Linked DNA regions of Mus musculus: region 2 is linked to region 1. The links are chromatin contacts, called in public Hi-C maps. All regions are on one chromosome and are shown on one strand. Each heading gives the region's core, a stretch centred on a gene start, on an enhancer-like site or on the middle of the called end of the contact. The rest is flanking DNA. Distances are from core to core; before and after follow the strand shown. Region 1 overlaps Ccdc6 (coiled-coil domain containing 6). Region 2 holds the start of Mrln (myoregulin).

The links. Hi-C and Micro-C count contacts between places; a contact is called where the count stands out from the background.
Region 2: a Hi-C map of uterus shows a contact between it and region 1. The contact joins the promoter of Mrln here to the enhancer-like site in region 1. A contact is called at or near these places in 1 of 39 promoter capture datasets (3T3-L1-derived adipocytes), 5 of 484 Hi-C or Micro-C datasets (Sertoli cells, cortical neurons, forebrain and 2 more), 4 of 115 datasets of contacts at active chromatin or transcription factors (bone marrow-derived macrophages, double positive thymocytes and embryonic stem cells) and 3 of 9 other capture datasets (adipose tissue, embryonic stem cells and pancreatic islet).

The regions. Positions count from the first base shown.
Region 1 is chr10:70,157,150-70,162,768 of GRCm38.p6, forward strand. All of the region lies in intron 3 of Ccdc6 (coiled-coil domain containing 6), which reads left to right. Among named protein-coding and RNA genes, the nearest start is that of Mrln, 45 kb to the right of the region's middle. Within about 2 kb of position 2,857, at least 22 of the 459 cell types and tissues checked have an H3K27ac peak or open chromatin away from gene starts, as enhancers often do. A contact at or near this core is called in muscle stem cells, pancreatic islet and uterus, where this site is marked.
Region 2 is chr10:70,201,872-70,207,510 of GRCm38.p6, forward strand. It overlaps Mrln (myoregulin), which reads left to right and starts at 2,793. Exons shown (of 3, transcript NM_001304739.1): 1 at 2,793-2,888.

The DNA.
Region 1 (5,619 bases), core at 1,607-4,106:
TAGTGAATCTGGTCAGTTTCAGGGACTTCCTGAAACTCTTGAGTTGTGTGCTTACATTCCTGCTTAAAGAGCTTTCCTGGAGGATGGAACATTTGAATCTAGGATGAAACTTAAGACAAAAATGGGTATGAAGGCAAGACTGCAACAGGGATGGGGCTACCCACCATCTATCAGGCTAGACTCTGTGTACTTAAGTGACAGCCCAAGGAGCACATTCTGTCTACGCACATGCAGCTTACTAGGAAAGTGTCTCCAGCAGAGTGTTCCTCCACAAAGCCTCTTGGTGGAAGGGAGTCTGAGCTGAGCCAGGTCAGAATTACATTTTAATTAAAGAAGAGAAATGTAGCATTGTTTATAAGTTCTCTCTCATTCATCCAGGTAGGTTTGGGCTGTTAAGTGTGAGGAACGATAATGCATTCTCCCCCCCACCCCCACCCCCCCACCCCCATAAGTAATCTTAGCTGGTGTTTGGGAGGGTTGTTCTGGTTCCTTCTGAGTCTCCGTGGCATCACCTGAGCAGCTCTGTACTTGGCTCTGTGGTGGTCCCTGTGTGTCTGTATGGGATGCTGTTGCAGATGTTGAGATGAAGCCCAGCTCCCCGGTTTATCTGGGCCTTCTGCGTACTTAGCTCAGGAAACTGTGTCATAAGAAATGCAGTGCTGGGGCCTGGAGAGATGATTCAGCAGTTAAGAGCACTGACTGCTCTTCCGAAGGTCCTGAGTTCAAATCCCGGCAACCACATGGTGGCTCATAACCATCTGTAATGGATCTGACACCCTCTTCTGGTGCGTCTGAAGACAGCTACAGCGTACTGACATATAATAAATAAATCTTAGGGGCTGAGTGAGTGGGGGCAGGAGTGGGGCTGGATGAGCAGAGGTCGTGAGTTCAATTCCCAGCAGCCACATGATGCCTCAGAACCATCTCTACAGCTACAGTGTACTCATGCATAAGATAAATAAATCTTTAAAAAAAAGAAAGAAAAAGAATGGCAGTACTGTGAAGGTGGTCCATCAACTAGCAGCTCGGCAGTGTGGTGCTGCCCCCACAGTGTAGGACCTTTGAGAGGTGGGACCTGATATGATGGATATAGGTCACTTGGGGGGGGGCCTTCAACCATGATGTACCATGTTGAGGTGCAAAGCAAGGGGCCCTCTTCGGTCTTGGGAGTCTTAGCCTCCAAAACTGTATGCCAGATAAACTTTCATGACTCCATAGCTTTGGGTGTTTTGTGACAGGAACACAAAACAGACCAGTCAAAGAGAGGGAAAGAAAGGGGGGGGGGCGCTGCTCCACACCCAGCGTGGACATTTAACAAAGCAGAAAAATAGCAGAGTAAATTCATAGTCACGTGACTCTGCTCACACTAGACTGACACACAGTTGCATGCCTGCCTGCCCTCCTCCTCCCTCCCTCCCTCCCTCCCTCCCTCCCACAGTTGGCTCCGTGTAACTCCAGCGGTTATTCACGGGATTTTGAGTGTCCTCTTATGTGTGCTGTCTCTACCCTGTCCGTATGAGAAGGGCGGGTTCCAGGTTGGTGTGGTCATTTGATTTCATTAACAATCTATAATGCCAGCTTCCCAGCCAGAGTAACTTACTGACTTCCTGGAGTCCAGTCTCCTTCCCTTCTGGAATGGGCACTGTGACCTCAGGCCTATAGCATGACCCCAAGCCTATAGTATGACGAACCCTTATGTGAAACAGGCGTACTATCTAAATCGTAGGGTTAGGGGCATGTTTACTCTGCTCGCTGCCTCTCTCAGGCTTCGTGTGGATGGAGGCTCTCATGCCCGATGCAGGAGGAATCAGTTCACACGGTAACCCAATCACGGACCCGTAATCTCACCCTGTGTGTGACTGGTGAATCTAGAAAGGTAAGTGCTCATCGGCTGAGCTTTGGTTCTGGAATCATGTTCTGGAAAATATGGGTCATTAAATGATGAGACCAATGTCACCATTCAGCAGTAAGCTGTGACCCAGCAGGTGGAAGAATGTGCTCCTGTGTTGTTAGAAGCTGTTGCCAGAACTTTCAGGGCTTCTTCTGCAGAGACCACTGTCTGCTGTAATCCTCCAGGCCTCCCTGTCTGTCCTTCCGGCAGGCAGGTGTCTGCACATGTTGTCCGGTCATTTTGTTACAGTCCTCACTTTACTCTGTTGTTTATCTGTCGTAAACTCCCCAGAGTGTCAAGGGAGCAGAAACTTGACTCATCCAGGGATCCCATCCCCAGTGGCAATTTCCCTCCTGGAATCCCAGCTGCTGCCTTTAAACAACCAGGGGTGATGGGCGGGAGAAAATGGGTTCACAGTTAAGAGTCCTTGCCACTTAATCCTGAGGATCGAGTTCAAATCCCATCACCCACATAAGGCCGCTAATTCACAAACCCCCTGTACCTCCATTGAGGGATCCAGCTCGAATTTCTGTCCTGTGTGGACACCCACACATATGAACATCAGTACAGCTATACAGACATTGGAGTAGCCACACATAATAAGTGAATCCTAAAGGGAAAAGTTGTCACCTGTCCCTCTGGGTATCTGGGGCTCCCTGCTTCCAGGAACACGAGCAACAGATGCCTGGCTCCTTCCTCAGCCTGCTTGTCCACGCTTCATGTTCTGAGGAGGTCACCGTGACCTGGCTCCGTCTCCTTGTATTTTGTTTTCGCTTGAACCACAGCGTGCTAATTGGACAGCATGAGTCTGTTTGGATTCATGTGGCCCGGAGTCTTGTTCTGGGATGACAGGTGGTTCCCAGTGGTCAGGGATGAAGGAAGAGCCGGGCAGGGGAGGGAAGCAGTCACTAGGCAGCAGAGAAGACTGAGAACACAGAAAAGAAAGGCACGGCCAGAGAGAGACACCCACGTCCATCCTTGTTCAGGGAAACATGGCCTGGCAGGCGGAAGTGGGAGAAGGATGCTCCAGGCCAGAGTGTCAGTAGGCTCTACAAAGCCATCCTGGAACAGAAATGCTGGGGGATGTGGGAAATGGAATCTTCCCTCCCTCCCACTAGAAGCAGCAGGATTACCAAGGCATAGGCTTGTCATTAGGGCTAGTCATTTAGCTGTCCTGGGGCCTGGCCAGGCCTCCGTGCTAACAGTGTCCCATGGTGTTACTCTCAGTTTTTAGTCCTAGCAGGTGACTCACAGGGCCCAGCTTCTGTGGACAGTGCCCCAGCATCCTGTGCCATCTCTAACTACAGAAAGCTGCATGGGCCAGTGTGGCACACTGACTCTCAGCCCTTGGGAAAAGGTGTTTTGTCTTAAGTGTTTTTTATTGATTTATTTCTTTCTTTCTTTCTTTCTTTCTTTCTTTCTTTCTTTCTTTCTTTCTTTCTTTCTTTCTTCCTTCCTTCCTTCCTTCCTTTCCTTCCTTCCTTCCTTCCTTCCTTCCTTCCTTCCTTCTTTCTTTCTTTCTTTTTTTTTTTTTTTATAATTTGGCCAGTTTCTTGTATCGATTCCAGCAGATTGTCTTCCTTTAATCTATGTCACCCACTTTGCTCTCTGCTCCCTAGGGACCCTCCTCCCTACAACCCTACTCCATCCTTCTCTGCCAGTGACTTACATCCCTCCCAATGACCTTTCCTCCACAAACCCTCTTTCCTGCTAACTGGGCCCCTACCTATCAACCCCCCCCCAACCAGACTACTTCCTAGACTCATAATTGTTTATTTTTTTTAAACAAAAACAGAAAAATGTTTACTAGATTTTTAAGTTTACATTTGGGGTTCTTACTCTTCGTATTGGGGTTCTTCGTGTGCCCTAGACCGCCTTTTTTGCTGTCTGGAAGGTCACAGTAGAAATGTAATGACCGCCCCACGCCTACCAACCAGAGTGCGTGTATTGTAGCGTGAGTCACCTAGAGGCCACCGAGTCCATGCGACTGAGGCAAGAGCAGATGGAGTCCTTGACTTTTTTTGTTGGTAGGGAACAAAGTGTTTCTTGAGTCCACAGGACCAGCCAGGTTCCCTTAGGATCTCACGACCGAATCCTTGTGGATTCTAGCAGCTGGAAGGATCCTGTCAGGAGAGAGCCGTGGCATCTGCCACTTGCCATGTGCTCTGATAGCAGGAAGAGGAGCTGTCTCTTGAGCATCGTGCTGCATTAAGGCAGTAAAATCCCATGACCCCTGTGTATGTTTTTGAAGCTCAGTTTCAAACACCTAAGTGGAGGTTTCAAAACTCAGTGTTTGCATTATGGTGATAATAATCCATTGCCCTCCCAAGAAAACTTGGAAAATAAGAAAAAAACCATGACAACACAATATTCCTGGGACTGCACCTGTACCCCCTACCGCCACCCCCACCCCCGCCCCAGCCTCCAGCCACCCCAAAAAATACATTGGATTTTGTGCCCTGGTTGCAGGCAAGCTTCTCAAGAAACCTTGGGCAGTCTCCGTCACTTCATTTGTCCCATCCTCTCAGCTGCCAAGTTGTCACAATGTCAACTGGGCACTGCCATCGGGGAGGAGAGGCATGTATCTTGTAGCAGTTGGATGGGACACCTGGCCCCCGTCACACTTGCAGTTCAGAAACTCGTCTGTGGTCCTCGTGTGAATCGGGTGACGTTTCCATGTGGGTTAGTCCACACAGGTGCTGTTGTTACTCGATGGACCTTGACAGCATCTGTCCCGTATAGGAAAGGGGGCGTCCCATCATCCAGCGGCATACATTGTGGTCAGGCCGGAGGGGTCAAGACTTGGTCAGTTACAATAAGTAGCACTGAGGTGCTGTGGTATGCTGAGCGCAGGAAAAGGCCGGGCGAGCCCCTGAACCCGAGATCTCCTGCGTAGCCTCTGAGCACATTAAGTATCTGCTGACGTCCCCAAGGATGACATCTGCTGACTTAGAGAAGCACACAGTAATGGAATGGAGGAGTTAATTCAGAATTCAGCAACCCCACACATGGCGCTGGGACCAGTGTGGCAGCAGTCTGTGGCCACACATGGCGCTGGGACCAGTGTGGCAGCAGTCTGTGGCTTTGTTTGAAAGTTTTGGATGCAATGCATCTCTTTTTTTTTTTTTTTTTAAAGATTTATTTATTATGTATGTAGCATTCTGCCTGCATGTATGCCTGCACATCTCAGAAGAGGGACCCAGATCTCATTACAGTTGGTTGTGAGCCACCATGCAGTTGCTGGGATTTGAACTCAGGACCTCTGGAAGAGCAGCCAGTGCTCTTAACCTCTGAGCCACCTCTCCAGCCCTCGGATTTTATTTTCTTAAAGAACATTATTTTAGGGCTAGCAAGATCGCTTCTACTTAAGAGGACTCGGAACCAAGACTTGATGACCCAGGTTCAATCCTCAGACTTACATGGTGGTGGGAGAGAACTGAAGTCCTGCAGGGTGTCCTTTGGCTCCCAGCCCCCAGCACTAAATGAACAATACCAACTCATGTGATTTCGCTGAGGACTTGTCCACTGGCATCTTCCTCCCTCCCTCCCTCCTTCCTCCCTCCCTCCCTCTCTTATGTACCTGTGTAGAGTGACTAAGGAGTCCGGAATAGGGCTGCGGATCCCCTGAAGCTATAGGTGTGGGGTTATGAGCCATCAGAAATGGGTGCTGGGCACCCAGCTCAGGTCTTTAGGTGCTCCCAGCCCTGAGCCGTCCGTCTCCCCTGCCC
Region 2 (5,639 bases), core at 1,543-4,042, 45 kb after region 1:
TATGAAGCCCAGAGTTGAATGCCTGTGCTCAGCCTGCTCTTTTCCCTTGATCTCCATTCCAGTGTGCCCTGCCCATGGTACGTGTCTTAGTTAGGGTGTAACTGCTGTGAACAGACACCATGACCAATGCAAGTCTTATAAAAGACAACATTTAATTGGGGATGGCTTACAGATTCAGAGGTTCAGTCCCATTATCAAGGCAGGAGCATGGCAGCATTTAGGCAGGTATGGTGCAGGAGATGCCGAGAGTTCTACATCTGTATCTGAAGGCTGCTAGTGGAAGACTAACTTATAGGCAGCTAGGGTGAGGGTCTTAAGCCTACACCCACAGTGATATACCTACTCCAACAAGGCCACACTTCCTAATATTTCCACTCCCTAGGCCAAGCATATACAAACTATCACATTATGGTATTTCTCACGTTAAGTATGATTCTTTCCACCTTAGTTTAACCTCTCTAGAGACTCCCTCATAGCCATGCCCAGAAGTGTGTTTTCTAGGTTGCTCTAAGTGCAGTCAAATTGATAACAGAAGAGTCACTATCTATGGGGTCTGAGCTAGGATAGACAACTGGAACCTTCAGAATAAGGCAGCTAATGTGCACTGCACCAAAGATGGACACAGTGTAGTAACATACTCCAGAAACTGTTAGGTAAATGCAAGTTCTTCTTTAACACTTAAGAAAACAATTGTGTTCAGTGGAACTTGGGTTGATCTGAACGATCTGATATCCACTGTGAGTGAGGGACTTAGAGGGGCCATCTGGACATTTTTGAAGTACAGATTTTCAGAAGAGAGTCTCTCAAGCCAGAAGCCATACCCTATCTGTTTCCATCTGACCACATCAGTTCTACAGGTTGCTCTGCAGATGCAGTGTCACCTTGCAAGATTCACTTCCCTCACCCCTAAACTACTCTAATAGGCTTTTAAGATTGTTTAGGGATCCTGGTGGGAGAGTAAACAAACTTCAAGCAATCCGTACCAGAGCTGGAGAGATGGCTGAGTCAATGGATTGCTTGCAATGTGAGCTTGGGGACCTGAGGTTCAGTCTCTAGAATACACATGAACAAGCCAGGGATGGTAGCAGTGTGCGTATTCCCAGCACTGGGGAGGCAGAGACATGTGGATTGCTGAGACTCTGTAGCCATCCTGGGACACTGGTCAGGTCCCGGGTCAGTAAGAGACGTAGTCTCAAAAGTAGTGGACAGCGTCTAAAAGAATGGTTCTCAACTTTCCTAATGCCCCACCCTTTTAATACAATGTCTCATGTTGTGGTAACCTCCAACCATAAAATTATTTTATTGCTCCTTCATGACTGTAAATTTGCTACTGTTATGAATTGCAATGTAAATATCTGATACGCAGGTTATCTGAAACATGACCCTCCCCCAAAGGGGCCATGACCCACACATTCAGAAACAGTCTTCTAAGGAATGAAACGCATTCCTTAACTTGCACACCCTCTCCCACCCAACTGCACCCAGACTCGTACACAAAATCAACAGTAGATGTTGTAAAATCCACTCATTGATATATTTTGAAAACGGGAGAATCAAAATAGACTAGGTTAAATTCATAAACACAAAAAGATATTTAGATATCAGAAAGTGGGCTGGAGAGATGGCTCAGTGGTTAAGAGCACTGACTGTTCTTCCAGAGGTCCCGAGTTCAATTCCCAGCAACCCCATGGTGGCTCACAACCATGTATAGCGATATCTGATGCTCTCTTCTGGTGTGTCTGAAGAGAGCAACAGCGTACTCCCATGAAATAAATAGATAAATCTTAAAAGAGAAAGAAAGGAAGAAAGGAAGAGAAAGAAGGAAGGAAGGAAGGAAGGAAGGAAGGAAGGAAGGAAGGAAGGAAGGAAGGAAAGAAGGAAGGAAGGAAGGAAGGGCAGATAGAAGAGAAGGAAGGAAAGGCAGAGAGAGAGAAAAGAGAAAGAAAGAAAGAGAGAAAAAGAAAGAAAGAAAGAAAGAAAGAAAGAAAGAAAGAGAAAAGAAAGGAAGGAAGAAAGAAAGAAGGAAGGAAAGGCAGACAGAAGAGAAGGAAGGAAAGGCAGAGAGAGAGAGAGAGAGAAAAGGAAAAAAAGAAAGAAAATAAAGGAAGGAAGAAAGAAAGAAGGAAGGAAAGGCAGACAGAAGAGAAGGAAGGAAAGGCAGAGAGAGAGAGAGAAAAGGAAAGAAAAAAGAAAAAGAAAGAAAGAAAGAAAGAAAGGAAGGAAGGAAGGAAGAAGAAAGAAAGAAAGAAGGAAAGAAAGAAAGAGAAAGAAAGAAGAAAGAAAGGCAGGCAAGCAAACAGGCTAGAAAGGTGGCTCAGCAGTTAAGACCACACATTGCTCTCACAGAGGGCCTGGGTTGAGTTTCCAGAATTTACAAGTAGTCACCCACCTGTAACTATAGCTCCAGCAGGCCTGATATTCCTTATTGCCCTCCTTAAACACCCCTGACACCCCCCACACACATACACATGACATTACACACACAGACACACACACACAGAAATAAAACTAAAACAGTTTTTAAAAGCCAGCTCCCTGCAGAAAAGGAGTGTGCAGAAGAGAAGGGGCTATGTTCTCACAGTGGAGGAGATTTGTTGTTGCTTGCTGATAGTTTAGAACAGCTACCATGGGGACTTAAGGCATCCCCGCCTAGCGGCTTGCTTGACTTCAATGTAAATATATTTTGTTAGACTCTATCCCACCTGTGTCTGTCAGTTTCTCTTGCCTCCTCCCCATGACATTCTGGCTCAGGTTTCTGCCTAACACTCGGAGCCAGTTACTAATAACAGCCCAGTGAGCTTTTCGTCCATGGAGAGCAGATGGTGTTTTTGAAAGGAAGGGCGGCCATTCCCAGGACTTTGGACTTGGCTCCGTTGCACCCCTGAACAGTAAGTGTTGCTTGCGTTTATATTTTTAAGTAGTGTTGACACAGGGAGAGGCGAACGAAACTCTTGTTGCCTCTCATTAGAAATAATGAAGGCTAAAAGTTGCTGACTCCCCAAGCTGGTTTCCACTGCCTGCATTTCAACATCCCTCCAAGTTTTACGAGGCTGATGATAAGGGAGATTAGTGAGTCAGAATCCTACTCCTTTCTTTTTGGTTTTGGCTCACGGCAAGCGGAGCAGGTGATTAATAACGCTGGATATAAATTGCTCGGCTGAGCCCTGGGCTTGCAGCTTGACCCATCTCCCTGTGTTTCCTTCTCCAGATAGAATCCCAGTGTTTTCAAAGGGAGTTTTTACTTACAGGAATCAAAGTGGGAGAGCGGGGGGAGGCATGGTGCCCTGTTGTTATCCCCTGTTCTGGGTTTGGGGCAGAGGGACCCATCGCATTGCTTACTAGCTTTGTAACCAACGGCCCTGTCTCTGCAGCCTCTTTGACATGGTCACTTCTCAGAGGCCTGAGAAGTAGGTCACTGTGTTTTCTGTCTGGCAAGGGAGGACCCTGGAATTCAGAGAGCCAGATGCCTTGCCCAGTCATCCTGGGCAAAACTGACACTTGATATCCCAGTCCCTCTTCAAGGCCATATATTAGCATAGCTCTCTGCTTTGGCTGTGTGAGTCTCATTCCTGGGCATGTGTACATGTCTAGATACAAACTATTTTTGCTGTTGTTTAGAAACTTTTTTTGTTTGGTTGGTTTTGCGAGACAGGGTTTCCCTGTGCAGCCCTGGCTGTCCTGGAACTCGGTCTGTAGACCAGGCTGGCCTCAAATTCAGAGATCCACCTGCCTCTGCTTCCTGAGTGCTAGGAGCGACTACATCTGTGTGCCATCACTGCCCAGCATCGGTGTAATCTTGACAGAGGCATTAAAGTGAATCCCAGAGACACAGAAGTGGACTGGGTAAGAGTGGTTGTAAGACTGTACACAGGGCCTCAGCCTCTCTGAACCTCAGCTTCCTCACTGGTGAAATGAATTATTATCTATCTTGCACCGGTTTGGGTATTTGACAATAGTGTAACATAAGTGGCTGTGAGTACTGACAGAAATTTAAATGTCATCTATAAAAATCCTTCATTCAATGGACTTAATCTTGAGAATAATCTGCCATTTCAAGTTCAGTTGCAGAGCCTACAAACACTATGCTCGATAGGAAATATTAGTCTGAGAAACAAGCTCCTATAAAACTGTGCCACATTTAAAGTCTTTAACGTCTTCGTTTTCAGAATGGTGCATGCCACCGCTGTGGGAGAACGGGAAGGTGCTATCTCGCTCACCACCCAAGACTTGAGGAGGGCTATAGCTAGGATCTGTGATGATGGGGCAGTCCCACCCCCGACCCCCCCCCCAGTCTGGTATACCCAGCATGCCCCTTTCTCCCTTTCTTGTGCCCTTCTGTGGCTCTCTTTGCTTACACAGACTGGAAAGGAAGGTTGTCAGAGAACACTTGCTTTCCACAGTGTGACTCTGGGCCTCCAGGATGGGATGTGTGGTTTCCTCTATAAGCCTACACTGTGCAAAGGTGTGTGGAATATCTGCTGTGTACAGCCATGGCCCTAGGCCAGAACAGCCCATAAGCCATTCATGTGGCAGGAGAGTGTGGGGATTTTATGAGTAACTCCTATAAGAGAGCAGGCTTCTTCATGATTCAGAACTCTTGGGGGACCCCAACCTGAGTATTGTAATCTTTATAATAGCTGAATGAGTTTAGAAAAAAAATGGCATAAAGATAAACCTTGCTGGGTTAGGGCGATGGTGGCAAAATGCTTGGTGCGCATGCGCATGGGTGAGGCCCTGTGCTGATATCTCCAGCATCCACAGAAAACCTGAGTTTGGGAGGCTGAAGAGATGGCTCAGTGGTTAAGATCACTTGCTGCTCTTCCAGAAAACTGGGGTTCAGTTCCTGACACACCCACGTGGTGGCTCATAACCATCTGTAATTTCAGTTCCAGGGATCCAGTGCCCTCTTCTGGCCTCCATGAACACTAACATGTCTACATACATGTAGACAGAACACCCATATGTGGCAGTGGACCGTGAAGGCAGCCTGGTTCTTGGTGGAGCACAGGCTTGAAACCCCATAAAAACGTGTCCATAAATCTATTAAAAACCATGGTCCGCCTCTTTTCATTGGGATCCGCCCTGAGAAGCAATGGAGAAGGCTTTCTCTGAAAGAACTGGCCGCCTAATCTCCTGTGGAAGGTCTCTCAGCACTCCCAGCCACGACCACCAAGCCACACATGCCCACTCCCCCGCGCCGATAAGCCAAGGACTCTTCTCCCCGAGGGACCCAGTCAGAACCCCCCCCAACCCTGCCCTTTCCCCCTCAGTCGAAGAGCCTGAGAACCAGATGGCTCCAGCCTCCCTAGGGGCCCGGGGACCCCTGAGCCAGCTCCAGCGGTCCCCAGGGCCCTCAGACTGCACTCCCCCATCCCCAGAGAGGTGTTCAGTGGCTTCCCATAGCCTGACACCTATGGGGTAAGCACAGTCAAAACTTCCCACGTCCCTGCTCCCGAGTGGGCAGGGCCCTGAGCCGACGCAGGACACACCAAACCCAACACCCATATACACATAATTTTTTAAAATGTAAAGTTGTGTGGTGGGTGGTGCATGCCTGTAACCATAGTGATAAGAGAGCCTGTGGTAAGAAACAGATCTTAGGAGATCACAGGCCAGCCAGACCAGCCAATCAGTGAGTT